Regions from separate parts of the Oryctolagus cuniculus genome. Here region 2 is linked to region 1. Evidence: chromatin contacts called from public Micro-C data. All regions are on one chromosome and are shown on one strand. The core of a region is the stretch at or near the end of the contact, and the rest is flanking DNA. Distances in the headings are between cores, read along the strand shown.

What was found. A called contact is a pair of places that touch in the nucleus more often than the background predicts.
Region 2: a Micro-C map of ear pinna shows a contact between it and region 1, with 2.8 times the contacts expected there. The contact joins the promoter of SENP3 here to the promoter of KCTD11 in region 1. A contact is called at or near these places in 2 of 6 Hi-C or Micro-C datasets (ear pinna and an unstated tissue).

The regions. Positions count from the first base shown.
Region 1 is chr17:51,945,795-51,949,522 of mOryCun1.1, reverse strand. KCTD11 (potassium channel tetramerization domain containing 11) reads right to left here and starts at 2,217. Exons shown (of 1, transcript XM_008270790.4): 1 at 1-2,217. The coding sequence starts at 1,129. The coding sequence ends at 431. ACAP1 (ArfGAP with coiled-coil, ankyrin repeat and PH domains 1) reads right to left here. Exons shown (of 22, transcript XR_001795229.3): 19 at 3,572-3,681; 20 at 3,303-3,493; 21 at 3,008-3,057; 22 at 2,507-2,691.
Region 2 is chr17:52,130,617-52,134,527 of mOryCun1.1, reverse strand. It overlaps SENP3 (SUMO specific peptidase 3), which reads right to left and starts at 2,455. Exons shown (of 11, transcript XM_051825241.2): 1 at 1,978-2,455; 2 at 1-699. The coding sequence starts at 688. TNFSF13 (TNF superfamily member 13) reads right to left here. Exons shown (of 6, transcript NM_001105676.1): 3 at 3,829-3,876; 4 at 3,553-3,671; 5 at 3,192-3,330; 6 at 2,660-2,988. The coding sequence ends at 2,879.

The DNA.
Region 1 (3,728 bases), core at 968-3,467:
ACCTCCCTTCCCACATTCCAGAATGTTCTGGCCTCTCATTGGTCAGATCAGGCCTACCTGGCCCCAGGAGGAGAAGCCACGGTCCAGGGGACCACGTTAGGGCCATCCCAAGTGCCACCTTATGCCTCAGCCCTAAGCTTCCTGCAGGGAGCCCTAGGCCTCGCCTTGGCAGATCCAGGAGTACTGAGCTCCACCCAGGAGACGCTGGGAGTCCCCAGGCCTCAGGCGAGAAGAAGCCAAGAGAGTGCTCCCAAGATCAGCATTGGCCCATAGCCTCGGTGCTCCCTGCGAATGCTCCGTGGGCGCGATTCCCGCCCACATCAGGTGCAGCGGGACCCCGACTCTCCCAGCTCCCGAGGTGCAGGAGCCCCGTTACCTCCTTGGCCGCCCCGTTCCCTCCCTTCCCACGATCAAGCTGATGGCAGCATCTTCAGTGCCGGACAAAGCGCAGGGACCGCGAGTTCAGCAGGTCCTCGGGGTCAGGGAAGACGGAGTCGAGGCGGAAGCTGTGCTCCAGGGCCACCCGCAGCACCTCCTCCAGGAAGCTCGGCGTGCCCACCACCTCCCGCCGCTCTCCCGGCCCCCCAGTCCACAGCGGCTGTAGCCCCAGTCTCCCATACTCCGCTTCGGGGAGCTCCGCAGGGCGGGGGGCCCACTCCAGACGGAAATGAGGGCCCCCCTCTGCCCTGTCCCCAGCAGCCACGCCAAATCGGGCCCGCAAGGCCCCCAGACACTCGGGGTCAGTGCAGAAGAGGTTGGCTCGGAAGGTGTCCACCTGGACGGAGCTCAGCTCGTAGTGGTGCGGGCCCCTGCGGGCCGAGAAGTGCACCAGGCGCGGGCTGACGTCCACGTCTGCGTGGAGCAGGGCGGCTGTGGGCGCAGCGGTCCCCCGAGAGGCCTCCAGCTCCCGCAGGGCATCCAAGAGGGGCCGGATCTGGTAGAAGTCGGCTTCTGCCCTGAGAAGAGCTGTCTCTCCGTAGCCACGGGGCAGGTCCAGGCGGCCCAGGCGCAGGAAGTTGAGGATGTGTCGGAAGGCCTTGCCGTCCCTGTCGATGAAGTAGTGGCCCCCTCCTTGGGGGCTGAGGCTGGCGGGCATGGGCGTGTCCGCCCTAAACATGGCCCCCAGCATGGAGTCTGGGAAGCGGGTCAGGGTCTCCAGGGTGGTGGAGTATAGCGTTCCCCCCACATTCAGGGTCACAGGGCCCCCAAAGGAGGGGGGCGGGGAGGGCACAGGAGGAGGGGAAATTTTGGGGGTACAGGAGGCACCGAAGGAGAAGGAAAGATCGAATTCCCTGGGTGTGTGCAGAATTGGGTGGTGAGGTTCAGGCTAGGTTGGAGGCCCGGGAGGCAAGGCAAGGAGTTCACCCCGGCTACCTTGTGTGAGATGGGGTGGGGGCCTGAGGGAGGGCTGGCTTCAGGCACAGAGATTCCTGAAAGGCTGGGAGAGCAGCTAACAGCAGAGAGCAGTCAGAGAGGGGAAGGAGTTCTCAGTGCAGGCTTATCCGGTTTTGGGAGATATGCCGACAATGGGTTTCAGGAATCCCACTCAGCAGGTGACAGTGGCGAGCTCAGGGCCAACTCTTCGGAGGGTTCAGCTTCCGAGTTCCTGGGCAGATCAATGTCGCCGTAGACGAGTCGACGCAGGGCCCCGGGGCCGGTCGGTCGAAGGCCTGGCTTGGCTCAGGGCACGGGTCCCAGGGGATGGAGGCGGAGGCGCTGATGGGAGCGGATGGCCGAGCCGCCCTATACCGGCTGGGAAGCGACAATCCTCCGTCTGAGCTGGGAGTGTCCGAGGGCGCTGATGGAGGCTGGCGCGAGCCTCAGGACCCGGACGCCGCTGCCTTTCCCGGTTGTCGCCGCGGCCGCCGAGGTCCTCTCCGCCCCCAGGAAGTGGCCTAAGGGCAGCGGCCAGGGCCCTTTAAGAGACGGCCCCGCCCCCGCCCCGCCCCCCGCCCCCGCCCGGCTCGCGCCGCTGGGGTGGAGGCGGGGGCCCAGAGTGGCCGGAGGGACGGGGCGGACGCGCCGGGCGGGCGGCCTCGGGCGGGGGTGGGGTGACTCAGGCGCGTCGCCCCGGATGCGGCCGCGACAGCCCCGCAGGTGTGCTCGGCCTCACGTCTGGAAACCTGGCGGGGGCCGGAGTTCGCCATTCCTGCTCGCTAACACGAGCGAGGCCCGGCCATCCCCCGGGCCAGCGCCCAGTTTCCTCCCAGTGGCTCCCGTGGGGAACTCCCGAGGGGGCGGGTGCTGAGCAGCCGAATTCCGGGGATGCCTCCGGGCCGGGGTGGCTGGAGCCTGCTCTCTCCGTCCCGGCGCCGTGCCAGCTCCCGCTAAGGGAAGGCCGGCCCCCACCCCGCACGGGCGGCCCCTCGCGCCGGGACCGAGAGCCCGGGGCCCCCAGCTGAGGCTGAAGCTGCCCCCTCCCTCCCCGGGGAGGGTCACGAGCTCCCAGCCGACCCCTGCACCCTGCGGCGCCCCGAGGGTGAAGCCCAGGAAGCGAACCACGAAGGCAGAGCAAAGAACTGAGGCTTTAATGGGAAGGGGCTGGCGGTGGGGAGCGGCAGCCAGGGGTGCGCGGCCCGGAAGGCGGGGATCAGAGCGTGTGGAGGTCGTGACTCCGCCGGCTCAGCTTCTCCGGGTCGTCTGACGCCATTAGGGAGAAGTCCCGGAAGATGTCGAGATACGTCTCATCTCCTGGAGGGGATGCGGAAAGGCTGGGGAGGCCGCACAGCCCTGCCCGAGCGCGGAAGGGCGCTGCGGGGCAGCTGGGGCGGGTCGGGTCCGAGCACGCGCTTCCGCCGGCCGTGGGTGGAGGGACCTCGTGCATCCTGCACCCAGCACCCGCGCCTGTGTTTTGTGCCGCGGGCCTGGCACGTCAGATGCACCCATACATATTTGTTGAATAACTGATCGTATTAACCAATGCTGTTGGGTATAAGGGGGGAGGGACAGGTGACCAGGCGGAAGCCCAGGGCTCAGGCATGGGGCGTGGGGTGAGTGGATACTCTACCTGCCTGGCCCTGGGCGGCCTCGGCCTCCCTCATCTTTGCCAAGCGTAGCCTGGAGGAGAGGGAATTAAGGGATGAATGGCGGTCCCCTTGTTCCCCCTTCCCCAACCTTTGAGCTGGGTGTCTCATTCCCGTCTCCCTAGGGTCGGGTCTAGCGTCTCAGAGATGCCCGTCTGCGTGTGGGTCCCTGAGTGCTGGCTGGCTGGCTGAACTCATTCCCAGACCTTGCCAGCACCCCCCTTCCTAATCCTGAGTGCACCCTCTCTCTCGCTGGCCCCGCCCCTTCCCGGGCCCCACCTTTCACGCTCCAGTCTCCGCGCTAGCCCCGCCCCGAATGGATAGTCCAAGCACTAGCCCCGCCCCTCGCGCCGTCTCACAAGGTGACGATGTCAGCGTTGGCTGTTTCCATGGCGATGGTCAGAGGGTCCCTGCCTTCAGAGTCCCGGGCCCCCAGGTCGGCCCCCCGTTTCAGGAACAGGCAGGCAAGCCTGGAAACAATGGCCACGTTCAGAAGGCCCTCCCCTCCCCCGCCCCAGAGCCTTCCTCCCCAGGGTCGTCATCCCTACCCAGTGTGGCCAAGAATGGTAGCGTGGTGCAGGGGCCCTCGGCCCGCACTGTCTGCCTGGTTCACGTTCGCCCCGTTCTGCAGGAGAAACTCACAGGCCAGAAGAGAATTCTGCATCAAGAAGGGGAGGGGACAGGTCGGGGGTGTGGCATCTTTAG
Region 2 (3,911 bases), core at 1,206-3,705, 180 kb before region 1:
GAGTCCATCTTAGTCCATCTTCCTCCATGGGGGGCCCAGAGAGCACTGGTGGAGACCCTCTCACCCCATCCTCAGCCATGAGAGCACTTAGCAGACCCAGCCGGGGTGGGGGTGGCCCCCGGGGGGAGTCAAAACGACAGCAAGGGGATGGCACCTGTGGTGTCGCACCCCCTTCCTGGGGTGAAAGATGGTTCTTGGGGTGTGCGAGGCTCCGCCGCCGGCCCCGGTGGCGCCCCCAGAGCTTCCAGTGGAATGTCAGTGAGGTGCTTTTTGAGTAGAGCAGCATCCGGAAGGCTCTCATAGCTCGGCGGCGGCGCTGTGAGCATGTTTTTCGGTGACTGGGGCGGGAAGGGCGAGGCCGCTGTGAAGCTCCTAGTTGACCCCACCTGGGGGGCAGCCTCCAAGCTGCCACTTCCTCCTCCTCATCTTCATCTTCCTCTTCCTCCTCCTCTTCCTCTTCTTCACTAGCTGATGCATCAAAAGAGGGTCGAGGGACAGAGAGACGTCTTGCTGGTACTGTGGTCCCGGACCCAGGATCTGGCCCAAACCCTCCACCTGACTTGAGTCGGGGCTTGGGGGGTGGGGGCCAACGAAGACGTTCCCGCCTGGGGCTTGAGTAAGCTGGGGCTATGCCAGGTCCCGGAGGCTCAGGCCCCCAAGACCCGGTCCCCTGTGTGGTCTCTTTCATCTTCCAGCACCCTGTAAAAAACAAAGGTCTGAATATCAGAATCGGAACATCCTAACCACCAGATCCTCGGCAGCCTCCTCTGAATTCGGATGCAAATAAACTAAGGGAAGAGGGTATCACAAAGCTCAAAAGTTTAGATCTTCCCAATGAGCACAGTCTACAAGAGACCCTCTCCGGGTCTGTGCCATTATCTTTCCCAAAGGAAGATGGCCAAGCGGTCGGCCTCAGGGATCGCATTTCGCAGATCCCCAGGTCGAACGCAGTATTTTCAGGCTTTGCTTTTCGATTTCAGTTCCAACAGAGGTTGTCCGTTGAGAGCCTACTAAGGGTCATTTCTTTGCTCAGGGAGATGATCCAGCACAGGAACCCTGACATAACACTGAGGTGCCTGAAACACCACAAGTTCAGGGAAACCACGAGACAGTTGTTGAATGGGGGGTGTGGACCCGCTCTGCGGTCTCTCAGTGGGAACGAGGGTGCCAGGGCTACGGCTCAGGGCACAGAGTCTGATAAAAAAAAGGGGGGGGGGGGTTTGAACGAAACCGAAAAAAGAACGATGAGGCAGCCCAATCAAGGCGCTGGGCCAGAACCGCGCCGAGCGAGCTGAGCCGGCCCAGCCCACTCTCCCGCCTCATCCCCGGGGACCAGAATTGCGTCCCACCACGGGTATGGTCCTACAAGCTCGGTGTAGCAGGGCCCTAAGAAGTCCCTCCGGGGGGCTTCTTGGCCGCGGTTCGGTGGGAGCGAGACCCAGGAGTGGAAGGAGCCACGGCAAGGCTGGGGGAGGGGAAGGGGCGTCCTCACCCGGAGCGGGGAAGCCGGGCGGACGGGCCCGAGGGCGGGCGTCTCTGGCCTCAGGCTTCCCGGCTCATCTCTCCAGCGACGGCGGCGGCCCCGCCACTCCTGCTGTCCTCAGGCGCAGCCGCCTCACTTCAGGATTCCAACGCTTCTGGGGCGCGCGCCGTGCCGCCGCGCCGCCCCGCCGTGGCCGCCTCTCGGCTCTCCCTCAGCCTCCACCTCCACCACCACCGCCACCACCTCCCCCTCCTCCTCCTTCTTCCCCGCCCGCGAGCCCCAGGCCCACCGGCTGTGGCGGCGCAGGATTAGTACGTCACACCCGGCGAACGGCGCCGGCGCGGCCACCACGCGCCCAGTCCCACCTACCCGAGAGCGACCGGACCTCCCCGCCCCCGAGCCCTACGTAGGACTGCGCCTGCGCACTCCCGCTGACCTGGCGGCGCGTGGCGGCCCGGCCTCTCGCCCACTTGCGCATGCGTGCACCGTCCTACCTCACGCCCCGCGGCGTAGGCCTGCCTTCTGCACTCTGGCGGGCCTGCGCCTGGCTGTCCCGTCAATGGAGCACCCGAGAGCCCGATGAGCAGGGAGATTCTGGTGCAGGGACAGGCCTGAGGCGAGGAAATGGAGCCGGGGCTGTATCATCCCTTCATTCATTCAATTTATTCAACTTTAGGCAGGGCTTGAGCCGAAGAGCGAGCTCAGAGGAGGGAGGCAGGACCCGCGCGGGGGCGTACGATTTAGCCAAGGCTGCCGGGGGCCAGTCCCAGCCCGGAGAGGCCTCGGGTGAGTGCCTGCCACGCCACGCGAATGGAGAGCGTGAAAGGCAAAACGTGGGTCCCGCACAGAGCCCGTCGTCGTTGTCGGGCCCCCGCCGCAGACGGGCGCGTGATAGCGAGACCCGTAGGATGGCGGTGGAAGCGCGCGCAGCAGACGGAGAGAAGGAAGTGAGCCGGCGGCGTCTGGTGGAGTGAAGAGGCAGAGGGAACCGGGGTTTTCCCCGAGCGGAGGGCGGCTCCGTGGCCTGCTGCCAGGAGGCAGAGCGAGTCCCTCCAGCTGCCACTAGATGGTGGTGCTGTCCTGGATGCGTTCCAGCGGACCCGAAGGTGGCAGGTCTACACCATGCCTGGCACGGCCCCCGCCACCACAGACGCACACAAGAATTTGGTTGGGGGCTAAAAGCAAGACATTCTAGCTCTTTAATGTCCACTACGTCAAAGGCTGGGGCACTGGGAGTGGAGAGGGAAGAGGGAGGAACAGAGACTCGAGTCAAACCCCAGAAGCGGTCTCAGCCCCTTGCCCATGCACTGTCCTTTTGTCTAGTCGGCTCCTGGCTGTATCCGATAGGTACCACGCTGGTCTTCCAAGCTCAGAACCACGTTCGATAACACACAATCACAGTTTCACAAACCCCAGGAAGGTGCCATGTGGGGAGAGGCTGAATTTTGCCCTTGCCCGGGGAATTACGACACTCAGAATATCTCCTTGGTGTAAATGGAAGACACCTGAGAAAACAGAAATGCGATGCTCACTGACGGTCCCCCAGCCCTCTCCAGCCCCTCCTCTGGTCCCTGTAGGGTCCGGGGTATTGCGCCCGTCATCTCTCACATCTGCCTCTACACCCGGGCTTCCAAGTGTGTCTCCCTGCACCCCCAGGTCAGAGACGTGTCCTCACGCCCACCCCCTCGGCTGTCCACGTGGCTCCCACCTGCACTGTAGCAGCTGTTGTAGGCCCGATCCGGGTCAGAGGGCATACTGCATACACATCGGAATAGAGTCTCCTGTCTTCCCTGACCCTCCCGGGAGACCACCTGACCCATGGTGAAAGTCACATCATGAAACAGGACCTGGCAGGGAGGGGAGAAGTTGAAGAAGACCAGATGGCATGGTGCAAGTCCTGGGAGGCCTCAGGAGCCCTCACACCGGGGCCAGGGGAGGAGCAAGGGTCTCCAAGGTTTGGAGCAGAGGCCTGGGGAACCCTCAGCATCCGGGCCTGTAGGCTCTGGGAGAACAGCAAAGAGCCAGCCTTCGGGCCCCCGGTGTGAGGCTCAGGGGAAGTCTGGGGTTACCTGGCTGTACAGCAGATAAACTCCAGTGTCCCAGACTCGCACAACGTATCCTTGGGCCTCCAGGCCTCTGCCACGCCGAAGAGCTGGCTGCCACATCACCTCTGTGACATCAGAGTCCTCTGCAGATAAGCGGCGTGGTGGTCAGGATTTCTGGGCGCTCTCAGGCTCTTACTGGCCCTCCTCCTTTCACCTCGAAGATTCTCTTGGCCCAGGTGCCAGCCCCAGAGTTCCCAGTTCTTGCCCCTCCCCAAAAGCTCTGATTTAAGAGGTGCTCACCCTTGGAGGTGATGTTAATGGGAACAAGGTGAAGAAGTGAGCGCTTCTCTGAGGAGGAGAGACGGAGGAATCTCAGCAGCGTC